3 separate regions of the Sus scrofa genome follow, and regions 1 and 2 are each linked to region 3. A link is a contact called in public HiChIP or PLAC-seq and promoter capture Hi-C data. All regions are on one chromosome and are shown on one strand. The core of a region is the stretch at or near the end of the contact, and the rest is flanking DNA. Distances in the headings are between cores, read along the strand shown.

Evidence for each region. Promoter capture Hi-C pulls out the DNA fragments that hold promoters and counts their contacts. HiChIP or PLAC-seq counts read pairs in DNA pulled down with a chosen protein or histone mark.
Region 1: a promoter capture Hi-C map of fetal liver shows a contact between it and region 3, with 3 times the contacts expected there. The contact joins the promoter of RASSF3 here to the promoter of TBC1D30 in region 3. A contact is called at or near these places in 2 of 5 promoter capture datasets (fetal liver and liver), 1 of 47 Hi-C or Micro-C datasets (embryonic fibroblasts) and 1 of 2 datasets of contacts at active chromatin or transcription factors (alveolar macrophages).
Region 2: a contact with region 3 is called in an H3K27ac HiChIP or PLAC-seq map of alveolar macrophages. The contact joins the promoter of TBK1 here to the promoter of TBC1D30 in region 3. A contact is called at or near these places in 1 of 5 promoter capture datasets (liver) and 1 of 2 datasets of contacts at active chromatin or transcription factors (alveolar macrophages).

Annotation. Positions count from the first base shown.
Region 1 is chr5:28,947,776-28,952,251 of Sscrofa11.1, reverse strand. RASSF3 (ras association domain-containing protein 3) reads right to left here and starts at 2,465. Exons shown (of 6, transcript XM_021091945.1): 1 at 2,367-2,465. The coding sequence starts at 2,433.
Region 2 is chr5:28,882,013-28,886,387 of Sscrofa11.1, reverse strand. It overlaps TBK1 (TANK binding kinase 1), which reads right to left and starts at 3,098. Exons shown (of 20, transcript NM_001105292.1): 1 at 3,012-3,098. The coding sequence starts at 3,098.
Region 3 is chr5:29,204,883-29,209,233 of Sscrofa11.1, reverse strand. It overlaps TBC1D30 (TBC1 domain family member 30), which reads right to left and starts at 3,097. Exons shown (of 14, transcript XM_021091950.1): 1 at 2,578-3,097. The coding sequence starts at 3,016.

The DNA of each region.
Region 1 (4,476 bases), core at 1,216-3,715, 260 kb after region 3:
CGCTGGATCCTTAACCCACTAAGCGAGGCCAGGGATTGAACCCGCAACCTCATGGTTCCTAGTCGGATTTGTTAACCACTGAGCTATGATGAGAACTCCAGAAGTAATTTTAATCTCTATCCCTATAATGTCAAGCCTAGAGCAGGCCCACTCGTTCCCTTTATGAAAAGCACATTTGCAGAAAGGGAAGGCAAAACCCAAGCATTGAGAAGCTTTTATCCCTGTTTGTAAATGGAGTTTTAATGGGATGGGGACTACTCTCAGAGGAGGAAGCACTGATTTATAAGGCTGAGCTTTGAAAGGCTCTCTACCAGATTTCATCCATATGAAAAGGTGCTTTTTTCTTATCTGTAAGTATCTGAAATGAATTTATGTTTTATAATGAATGGCATATCATATAATTGACAGCCTTTTTAAAGAAAATTATTGAAGTACAGTTGATTCAGCATTTTCCTTTTTTAGTGGCTCATAAAATGTCACAATTGATGGTGTCTTAAATAAGAAGAAACATGGTAATGCTCTGCCTGAGGATCACTCAAGCTAGTCTAGAAATACCACCTCCTATTGGCTTTCTAAAAACCCCCATTGTGGCATAGCAGAAACAGATCTGACTAGTAACCATGAGGTTGCAGGTTCGATCCCTGGCCTTGCTCTGTGGGTTAAAGACCCAGCATTGCAATGAGCTGTGGTATTGCAAATGTGGCTTAGATCTAGTGTTGCTGTGGCTGTGGCATAGGCTAGCAGCTGCAGCTCTAATTCGACCCGTAGCCTGGGAACCTCCATATGCTGTGGGCGCGGCCCTAAAAAAAAAAAAAGAAAAAAAAAGAACTTTTAGATAATGGTAATAAGATGGACGTGCAGCAGACACATAGCCCCAGTGACATTTTCCATAACTCAGCATAAAGGCCAGCATCTTATTGCTCAGGCCAGGAAGGAAGACAGCTCACTGCTTAAGACCAGGTAGAATTCTTCTCTGAGTCCATTCCAGCCCTTCTCACCGTAAACAGACACACACACACACACACACACACACACACACACACACACACACAGCCACCTCCTGCTCCCTCTCAACCTTGCAGAGGTTTTACTGGCCCCAGGATGAGTAATCTATCAGTCACTCAGAGATCCCTCTCTTTTATTATTATTATTTAATTTCTATTAAGCCTTTATTTATTTATTTATTTATTTATTTATTGCTTTTTAGGGCCAAACCCATGGCACGTGGAGGTTCCCAAGCTAGGGGTCGAATCGGAGCTGTAGCTGCCGGCCTACACCACAGCCACAGCAATGCCAGATCTGAGCCGCATCTGCGACCTACACCACAGCTCACGGTAACGCCAGATCCTTAACCCACTGATCGAGCCCAGGGATCGAACCTGCATCCTCATGGATCCTAGTCGGGTTCAGTAACCATTAAGCCACAACAGGAACTCCCTAAGCCCCCATGTATATTTTGATGGTAATAAAGATCTACCCATGTTTGAAGCTACTGGAAACTCCCCTGATTGTACAGGTGCACCCGGTACCCAGATGCATCCCACTGCTCCGCTTCCACAGCAAGAGCCCGAATGCAATTTCTGTTGCTTCTCCAGAAAGACTTGGGATGACACCATCTTGTAAATCAGCTATACTTAAAAAAAAGAAAAAGAAAAAAAGACTTGGCAGAGGGGGAGGGATAAATTAGGAGTCTGGGATTAATTTATACACACAACTATATATAAAATAGATAACAAGGACCTACTTACAGCACAGGGACCTCAACTGTAATTAACTTATATGGGAAAAGATTCTGAAAAAGAATGGTTATACGTATATGTATAACTGAATCACTTTGCGTACACCCGAAACTTAACACAACCTTGTAAAGCATCTACCCCACCATAACATAAAAATTAAATTAAAAAAAAAAAGACAGACAGACTTGGGAGCTGTGGCCTAACGCCTGGAGGTCCTTGAGTCCTTTTAGGAAGAATCTGGACAGCAAAACACATGTCTTCTTTGATATTTATAACTGGTCCAAATAATGCTGGAGTTACTGTTCCATCTGTTATGGAAAATTAAACCTCCTGAGCTGTCCTGTAATAGCAAAAAGCTGCAGGGCTTCGCTGTCACCATCCTTTGTTTAACTCATGCAGCATTTGAAAGCACACTGGCCTACAAGAAATAAAGCTTGCTCATGAACCAGCTTGTAAACAAACTCAGATGACAAGAAACCCAAACAGCAGGCCCAGCTGAAGCTTTTATCCCCAGGGCTGAAAGCCAGCTGGGTCCTTCTGGAACATCAAAGGCACAAACAACGGACCCCCTCATCCCTCCTGGCGTCCTGCGTGCATCCGAGAGCATCAGAAGCAGGGGGCACCTACCGGGGATGCGGGTTTTCTTCACCTGAAAGTTGACTTTGCCCGAGAGCTTATAAATCGCCGTTCCCATTTCCGAGCCCCAGCTCCGTGTGCAGCACAGAGAGACAGCTGAGGGTGACAGGCTGAGCGGGCCGGCCCCTGCTGACCTGTGTGACTCAGAGCCCACCAGGAGACCAGCCTCCCCCCATGCCTTGGCTTCACGTGTCTTTCCAACCGGCCACCAGTGCGCTCGGCAGCTCAGCTCATCAGGGCCGTCAGATTCTCACATCCAGTTCCATAGGTGAGGTTAGAAGACGCCCAGGGAGCAGCATCTTCCAGACTACAATCTTTTTTGCCCCTGTGGTTTTTTGGCTGCCCCTGTAGCATATGGAAGTTCCCAGATTAGGGATCAAACCAAGCCACAGCTGCGACCTATGCCAGATCCTTAGGCCAACTGCACCAGACTTGGGATGGAACAGGCGCCGCCAGGGGAACAAACTGGATCATTAACCCACTGTACCACATCGGGAACTCCCCAGACCAACAGTCTTGATTGGAGATGCCTGTATTGTGGTTGTTAAGGCCTCTGGACACAGATTTGGTTTAGGCAAGCTGTGTGGCTTTGGGCCAGTTCTTTAACCTCTCTGTGCCTCCAATGTCTCCTTCTGTAAGATAGTTTCCATGACACTGAATTTTGGTAAGTATGAGAAGTGCTTAGAATACTAGGAAACCCCACTTCCTATGATAAATCAGATCCCCATTCCCAGCGTTTGGGGGAAAGGGACTCCTACAACAGTCAAAAATAAGGTAGAGTTCCCTGGTGGCTCAGTGGGTTAAGGATCCGGTGTTGTCACTGCTGTGGTGAGGGTTTGATTCTGGCCTGGCAACTTCCACATGGCCAGGGCATGGCCAAAAAAAAAAAAAAGTGGAAAAATGAGGCTGCCTTCTTTAACCAGGTCCTTAAGTGGTACTGTTACCTATTTGTACTGAAAATCCTAGATTCTCAAGAGCACAAACTGCTGTCTAGTGTTAGATGTGCCTCCTGCGAGAACTTCTCTCCCCGGTTTCTTGTGGTTAGAAATCCTGAGTGGCTGTACGTTCTTGTCCCCGAGCGCCCCCTGTTGTCAAAGTTGAGGCATTTTTATCCCTCGGTTCAACTCCAGTCAGTCCTCTGAGAAAGAGGGTCTTGCTTCACTTTTCCGGTGCCCCGAGGCAGAGAGGAGAGCTGATTTCACCAAAGCCAGGTCTTAGAGAGGGAGTTGCTCAGGATTTGGTACAAACCCCTCAGCAGCACAAAAATAGCCTTTCTTATTTCCCAGCTGGCTCTGTCACTTACCAGCGTGTGATCTGGGTTCTCAGTTTTCACATCTGTAAAACGAAGGGGCGCTTCTAGGTGACCTCTAAGGTCTCTGTAAATTCTGATTTCCTCTGAGAGTCTCAAATTGGGAGTTTACACAACCTAAGGAGGGAGGAATGCCATGGAAGCCACACAAAGCTGCAGGCTAAATATGGTTCATCTTTCTGAAGCATCGGTATTACTGTGTGTTTTTTTAACATGAAGTATCGTTGCATTACAATGTTGTGTTCATTTCTGCTGTATGGCAAAGTGATCGGTTGTATATATATATTCTTTTCCACTATAATTTATCACAGGATACTGAATATAGTTCCCTGTGCTATGTAGTAGGACCTCATTGTCCATCCATTCTAAATGCAATTGTTTGTATCTGCTAACCCCACACTCCAGTCAATCCCTCTCCTATTCCCTTTCCCACTGGCAACCACAAGTCTGTTCTCTATATTTGTGAGTCTTCAATATTATTATTATTTTTTGTAGTAAAACATATCTGGGGGTGTGATGGAATACAATTCAAAATTTCAAGAAAAAAATGACATTTAAAAAATGTTCAATTTGGAAAAAATAGTGATGATGGTTGAACATTGTGAATGTAATGCCACTGAATTATATATGCTAAAATGGTTAAAAATCACAACTTTTATGTTATATGTATTTTTACCACAATAAAAAAAATTGAAAAACAATATTCAGGTAGACAAGAGAGTCCAGAAATAAACCCACACATACTTGGTCAACGTAATTTTTTTTGTTGGTTTTTTTTTTTTTTTTAGGGCA
Region 2 (4,375 bases), core at 1,849-4,348, 320 kb after region 3:
AGTATGAAAATGGATCAATTTAACTAGAGCTCAATTACACTTCCTGTTTTTCCATATGACCAGTCAAGGTAAGGGCATTGCCAAATCTGTACCACAACAGAGAGATTTTTCTTAGGGACTCTTGTCTCAAACATAGCCTGAAATTAGGAGAATCCTAACAGAAGAGCAAGCAGGGGAAAAAGTACAAATGTTGCAACGCATCCACTGCGACCGAGGCCAGTATTTGCCAACCTTTTTGCAGACTACATCACACCTGTGAGATTATTAGGACATGTGTGGGAATGTACCATTGTCTTTCTGTTCAACTGCACAGTATCTATCATTCGCTGTCCCCAAGTCAAAGCATTACGAACAATATATGCAGTCCCACATATACATCAATATTTACAATGTGTAGATCAACACATCCTTCCTACGGCTCTCTCCCCTTTACCTTCACCACGGGTATCACACACATATACAACCATCCACACACCTGTGTAGCTCAAGGCAACTAAATGAAAAAGAGACAGATCAAACAGGTAATACACTCTGAATAACAAATAGTAAGTTTAGGGCTGTGCTCATTCCAAGCAGTAACATAAAAGGGTTTAGCCTTTACAATTAAAGATCCTTAAACAGTTACTAAGGGCAAGCAGGATTTGGGGGGATAGTCCAAAACCCTCAAGACTGATGGCACTGAGAACAAACATGGTTTCTCAAAACACATCCCAAGGAAGACTGTTACCGACTGAAAACTAAACTGGCTGTTAGCAATATTTTAGGTCAATTTTTAGGCCTCTCAAATCCTTATTTGAAGCTTTCAAACTACACTAGGTAAAGAATATTTTACTGCCTTTAATGAACTTGAGGTTGTCAAAGGGCAGTCTGCTCTGTCCTCATTCACTCATTTATTCTTTCAGTCAACAAATTTTAGAGTGCCTACTAAGCAAGTGCGGGCACTTAGGTAAAGGACACTGGGTACCTCAGTAAGGAAAGAGAATCACACATGTGAGGTATTTGCTAGTTCCAGGCACCTGAGGTTTTTTTTGTTGTTTTTTTTTCTTTTTCTTCTTCAGCTGCCCCCAAGGCTATGGAAAGTTCCTGGGCCAGGGATGGAATCCCGGCTGGAGCTGTGACACATACACCATAGCTGCAGCAACACTGGATCCTTAACCCACATGCTGGGGATCCAACTGGCGCCTCCAAAGAGACAAGCTGGATCATTAACCCACTGAGCCACAGTGGAAACTCCAGTGCCAGACACCTTAAACATGTCTCCCTCTATTTCTATCACTAACTACCGTCACTCCTTCAGTCTCTAACTTACGTTCCTTCTAATTCAACCTTGCTTCTAAACCAAAACTCTTTATGGGCAGGAACTGCATATTAATTGTAGCTAAAATCACTGGGTTTATCACAGTGGTTGACACATACCAAGTGACTATTAGTTTGTTAATTTGGGTCACAGGAAGACAGATCATCAGATGTATCTCACTGCTAAATTCTGTGTTGCTTCTTGGCACAGTGCACAAAACAAAAATAATTCTAGGACAGGAATAATCCAAGGTTGATCACTATGAACTTAAGTACCAGGACCTGTGGTCAACTCTAGAATTGGAGGGGGAAAAAAAGCTAAATACTATACTACATCCTCTAAGAACCATGGGAACAGCCCATCCCCTATGAATGTTTATCTCATTGTCACAAACAGAACTGATTGGAAGTCTTAAGAAAAATACAAGGAAACTCCTCCTTACTAAAATGTTTAGCACTCCTGTGCTGTATTCATAGTGCTGGAAAATTAGTGGATGATGATGATGATGATTATTTTTTTTTTTTTGTCTTTTGGCCATTTTCTTGGGCCGCTCCCATGGCATATGGAGGGTCCCAGGCTAGGGGTCGAATTGGAGCTGTAGCCATCGGCCTGCGCCAGAGCCACAGCAACGTGGGATCCGAGCCACATCTGCAACCTACACCACAGCTCATGGCAACGCCGGACCCTTAACCCACTGAACAATGCTAGGGATTGAACCCGCAACCTCATGGCTCTTAGTCAGATTCATTAACCATTGTGTCACAACGGGAACTCTGTGGATGATTATTTGTATTATAAATTTATTTATTTTTTTCTTTAGGGCTGTGGCCTATGCCACAGCCACAGCAATGCCAGATCCAAACCGCACCTGCAGCTTACGCCACAGATTACGCCTTAACCCCTTGAGCAAGGCCAGGGATGGAGCCCACATCCTCATGGATACTAGTTGGATTCGTTTCCATCGAGCCACAACAGGAACTCCCATAAAAGGATTTTTTCATTCATTATTTTTTCAGCTTCTTTCCCAGAATAGAAATTTTAATGATCTTAAAGTAAAATTTTTGTGTTTTAAATGATTTTAATTATCTTTAATTCCATCCTTCAATACAGAATCTGACACAAAATCTTTCTGGTTCTTGGAATGCCTCCAGGATTAGCCCCTCTATTCTATCATCACTTCCACTAACAAGTTCTAGTTACCGTATACCAGGATATACAGCCTTTTCTACCTGGGCTCCTTGTTGATGACCGCACTTTACTCCCCTAACGCATAGAATCAGTTTGAGTGGGAACATGAAGCCTTAGTATAGCACAGGAGCATCACGTGTGGGCTTCCCTCCAAACTACCCATCTACCTCCTCACCAGGCCTCCCTCTACTCCCTCCTACCCAGATCACTGCAGCACAGAACTTGTTAGCAAGATCACTCACCAGAGGAGGACTAGGATGAGGAAAGAACCAAAGGGCCCAACCCTAACCTTCCCCAGTCCCTTGTTTCAACCGACCTTCCAGTTTTTTCCCAACCCCCCCAACACATGACCCCTCCCACCAATGAGTAGATATCACTGCCTCTGACACAAGCTGTACCTTAAATAACCACAAAAACAGACATTCTCTTTAGACAAAATAATCAACACTGCCAAGTCTCCCATTAGTTTGAGTGTGAATCTCAGAAGACTACACACACAGCCTTTCGTGATACTCTCTGTACCAACCTTATGTCTTCCGCGAAAAACATTTGCAGTAGCTCCTTGGCCCAAAATATCAGATAAAAGCCAAAGATGATTAGAAGTGCTCTGCATTTCGGCTTGGTCAGGTGATCCTCTTGCTATACTGAGAGAGAAGAAAAAAAGAACTGCATTTTTTGTTTTAAGCGAATAACACATTTAAGAAACAAATGCTAGCTATTTTTAGTCTCGAATAAGCTTATCTATTATTTATTGCTAAATCGAAGTGTACAAACAGTTCAATGTAAAAATCTAACTTTTCAGCAATATTAAAGGCTAAAGTGCTTTGTGGGCTGTGAGAAAACATTAACCAATAACATCTAATATATTCAATTTAATTCATTTATTCACAGGGCTAAAAAAAAAACATCTATTTCCCCTCTAAGTTTGTCTCTGTCAGTGAAAGTGATATTGGCCATTTACCTCCTTAAAATGTCTTGAAAGATTAATCAGTGACAAAAGATATTTTAAAATGTTTTAAAATAAAGTAGTAATGTAAAATACAACAGAAATATAGAAAAGAATTACTTTGTTTCCTTCAAGGGCAGGGCAACACTAATGAAAGCAACTGTTGCCACAATTCTATAACTTAGAATTTCATTTACACAGAGCCTGAGACAACCATGACAGAAGGTAACCTCTCAGCTATAAATTCTGAAATTAATTTAAGGATAGTTTCTCCAACTGCCAAGTATATAAAGATACACATACAAGTGTATGTTGACAAGTCTTCAAAAATAAGCGAAGAAAGGCTATGTATAGTCGGGAGCAGGAGGCATATGAAAAATCTTTATCTTCTGCTCAATTTTGGTATGGACTTAAAACTGCTCTAAAAGTATAGTCCATTTTTTAAAAAAGCATCACCCCAGCCTTGCCCCTTAATATTGAAAAAAAAATGTATAACTATAAGGATATAAAAAATATACTTAAGTTCCATTATGGAATAAAAATAATACCCCTTCATAGTTAGTTAGAACAGACTAGGCATTTATTTATCTTTTTGTCTTTTGTCTTTTTATGGCTGCACCTACGGCATATGGAGGTTCCCCGGGCTAGGGGTCCAATCCGAGCTGTAGCCGCTGGCCTACACCATAGCCACAGCAACGTGGGATCCGAGCCGTGTCTGCGACCTACACCACAGTTCAGGGCAATGCCAGATCCTTAACCTGCTGATTGAGGCCGGGGATGGAACCTGCATCCTCATGGATGCTAACTGGGTTGTTAACCGCTGAGCCACGACAGGAACTCCGTAGACTAGGTATTTAGTGATGAATTAATGACCGCCAATATTCCACGAAGGCTTAGGAACAAAAAGAATGGCCAGGATTCTAAATTTTGCCTATTTTTGATAT
Region 3 (4,351 bases), core at 1,848-4,347:
CCCCTAACACAATGTTAAATAAACAAGGAAAAATGAGATCATCTACTGATAAACTGGACCAATTTCCTCTTTAAGGATTTCCAGTGTACATGATATGTAACATTTGTTGAGTACTTCACACACATTAACTTACCTAATTCTCCCCGCAGCCCTCTAAAGTTGTAGTTTTTTAATTGAAATATAGGTGATCTGCAATATTGTTTTAGTTTCAGATGTATGGCAAAGTGATTCAGTTATGTTTCTTTTCAGATTTTTGTCCATTATAGGTTATTACAAGATATTGAATATAGCTCCCTGTGCTATAGGGTAAATCCTTATCATTTAAATGTTTTATATATAGTCATATATATCCATTAATCCCATACTCCTAATTTATCCCTCCCCCCCTTTCCCCTTTGGTAACCTTAGGTTTGTTTTCTATGTCTACAAGTCTGTTTCTGTTTTGTAAATAAATTCATTTGTATTATTTTTTAGATTCCACATATAAGTAATATCATAACAATGTCTGTCTTTCTCTGTGTGACTTATCATGTCATGGCATTATTATCCCAATTTACAGGCGAGGAAAATGAGACAGAGAGAGGTTAAGAGCTTGCCCAAGGTCACACAACTAGCAAGGAACAGTGGCAGGATATTATTAACTCAAGCCTTCTGACCAAAGTTCATGCCCTTAGTGAAAACACTGAGAAGAGCACCAGATTTCCTGAGAAACCATTTTGGTGCCTCCTGTAAAGGACCCACACATGCTAAATATCTAAATAGGTGCTACAGCAAAATCCTGAACAGAAGGAAGAGAATTAATACACAGGTTGTCTACATTATATGAGCTCTTTTTTTAGGAGGCATATTTTTCAACCCTGAAAAAAAAATCAAATAACCTGATAAGTTGTAAAATGACAGCTGTCTCCATCACCTGATTGGACTTTATTCTTAGTACTCTAATGACGTTTATCCATAAAAGGGTGTGCGTAGGACTATTCTAATATGCCATCGAGTTCAGCATAATAGGGTTGACTCCAAGAAAAGAAGAGATTGGCAGGTAGCTAACCAAAGTAAGACTGCGACCTGGGCAAAATAGACTCTTATAGGTCTTAAGAATGATTGGTGAAGTGGTTACTCATTTGAAATCTATTTCCGAAGCTGTACTGGAATCTCTTCCTTAAACTTTAGCTTGCCAAATTTCCTCTTCCAAAAGGAAATTACTAATCCACAAAATTCTCTCAGTAATAAAAAGTGAATAACCTGGTAAAAAAAAAAAAAACAGAAAACCAAATCATAATTTTTCAAAATTGCTTTTGTTGGATTCTGAAAGAACTCTTGCCCTGCGGAATTCCTGGCATAAACAGACACTCTGAGAACAGCCAAATAACTGCTTAAAATTAAATGGCACAACTCCAGCTAAAGTCCCAGGCAGAGGGAGGAAGGTGGAAACCATTTGTAACAATCGGCTGGGAAACAAAAAAAAAAAGAATCTGCACAAGGAAGCCTAAAGAGGAAGCTGAAAGCTGTTTACATAGATTTCAAAAAGCAGACAGATCTATGCCTTTTCTGTTTAGTTCCCCACCACCACCAACTAGATACAGGGATTTTACAAGTAGGAAAGAGGAGACCATTCTATAGTATTCTCTTTGCTCCTCCTCCTGATAATTTAGCACAAGGACATTAATTCAAGAAATGATATGGTGGCTTAGCATCTGTTTTCCACACCTGATTTCATTTAGTAAATTGAGGTCCTAATATATCCAAAAGACAACTGTAGTAACTGTTTACGTGCCTGAAAGGCAAAGAATTATGAACAGCTAAGAAAAAGAAAAAGGTAGTCTCAATTAGGACAGAGTATCAGAGTGTGATAACAAAAGAAACACCAAATTAGCCTCTTCCCAAGAACGCCAAGGCCTTTTTCAGATCAACCTCCCCAACTAAAAGTACCAACAGTTAAACGCTGTGATAACCTCAATGCCCCAGGGCCCTCCACTAATCCTTTCCCCAGGAAGGAAAAAAAAAAAAAAAATCTACCTAGTGATCTTGAAAACCGGCATTCTGAGAAAAGGAATTCACACGTTCTGCTTAGAAACTCTATTACTGAATTATTCTGCCTCACTAGTTAAACACTATTCAAGTAGTATGGCCAAAAAAGGAGGATTTAAAAAAAAAAAATGTTTTTAAACTGGTCCCAAGAGTCGCCTCTATTCTCCCGGCGCCCTCTGGGTAACTTCAGGGAGACAAATCAGAAACTCCAAACCTGTCCTAACAGCTGTTCTGTTGCAATTAGAATCCGGACTCTCTCCACTCGGGCCTCCACCTGAAGATGAAGGACGTGGGGGAGCCAGGAGATCTGTGACTACCACTGCAGCAACTGATGCTCCCCCCGCCCCCCCGACAACTCCACCGGGGATAGGGGGACAATAAGAACTAAGTCTAGTCATGATTCCGTGACTCTGTGGGCACCCGCGACAGATCTAAGGAGACGCCCCAAACCTCACACGTGGGCACTGGGCTGATCCGCACAGGTGCGCACAGCTGAGCGCGGGAGCGTGGATCCGGGCAACTCCAAGGATCCCCTCCCCGGGCCCTCACCTTTCTGCCGCAGGTACTGTATCTGGTGCCGCTGGCTCGGTCGCTCCTGCAGCTCCTGCAGCACTCGGGAGTCCCCCAGGCCACCGCGGCCGCCCAGAAACACGTCGGAGCCTGAGGCCTCGGTGGAGCTGTCGAGGCTGTCTCGGCGCCGCTGGCGGCCCCCGGGCCCGCGGCCCCCGCCAGCCGCCTCCTCCTCCTCGGTACAGCTGTACAGCTCGGTGAGCAGCCCGCTCACCAGGGACGCCGTGCGGCTGCCCCGCGGCTCGCCGGGCTCTGGGTCCTCCTCGCCCTCCCAGGAGTCCCGTGACGCCGGCGCTCCCTCCGCCGGGGGCGCCCCTCGCAGGGTTGGAACTCGGGGCGCTTCGTGTTCCGCGTCCTCCGACCTCGCTTCGGGCTGCGGGCGCCAGGTCTGCCCCCCGCCCGCGGGCAGGACCTCCATGGCCCCCGGGCGCTAGAGCCCGGCTCCCTCCTCGCCGGCCAGTTCCGGGAGGAGGCGCGGCCTCGGCCCCGCAGGGGTTGCCCTGAACCGGGCGCGGCGTCCGCGGGCTCCGAATCCCCCAGGCGTCCGACCTTCCCCCTACAGGTACTGGGGCCACTGCCCCTCGGCTCCCTGCAGGAAGAGGGGAGGGGCCACGCTGCCGGATACCTAGAGACACCTGCAGCAGGTGAGGCCCGCCGGCGTCCGGGAGCGCTCTCTGAAAAGCGTCAAGGAGCAGGATGTGGCCAGAACGTACGAGGATGAAGCCTTTAGCCCGGAGGGGGAAGGGCGCTCTGGCTGCTGCCACCTTCACTTTAATGCACGTGATTCACTCAAAAAGAGGGCAACTCTTGCATCCTATTCACCCACCACCTCGAAAGAGTGCCCGGGAGAGTTCTAAACGCCAATCAACAAGCCGAGGCCAGGAGCTCCCTCCTCCACATACTCTGGGCACAATGCCCAGCCCTTCTCACCTTCCCACCTGATCTGGGCGCCTTTAAAGGCGTTCTTAGTTTCTAACAATAACCTTTCTGAAGACCTGGCATATACTTGAGATTTAATAACACTGTGAACTTTTTTCCTTCGGTGAAAGATAAAAGACTGGATTAAGATCAACTAATTCTCTGGCACAAGACCTAACAGAGAGTGAGGATTTAATAAATGACATGAGAAGGCAAAACTAATAAATTGATGGAGCTGATTCTATCAGTAAAACCAAAAGTTTACATGACATCCTAAGAAATGTATCTTTAAGCTAGACTTTAATGAAAGAACTGAGTGCCCCTCTACTGTAGATATTTTTTTAATTTAATAATAATTGTCAACGTTTTTCAGCACTTTTTGTGTGCCAGCTGAGTTCTTTGCATGAATTTACTTCGTTTAAGTCTCACTTTAACTCCATAAAGCAGTAAGCACTGTTTTTTTATTAAGGCATAATTGACATATAACATTAGTTTCAGGAGAACAACATATTGATTTGATATCTGCATATGTTCCAAAATAATCACCCCAGTAAGTCCAGCTCACACATGTCAGCAGATATTTACAAAGGTAAGAACTATTTTTTTCCCTCACTTTTCAAATGAGGGAACTGAGGCACAGAGAAGCTAATTAACTGCCCATTCACAAAGAATAAAGTGAACTTTCCTTAGAGCTTAAAGTGCCTGGCTTTCATTACGAATGAATACATATTTTGTTGTGGATAAGTATGTATTTGTCTATCTCCTAATGCTATTAAATACCAGCCATATTTTTTTAAGGAACAACAACACACCTGGTGAACAGTGGTGATGTTTT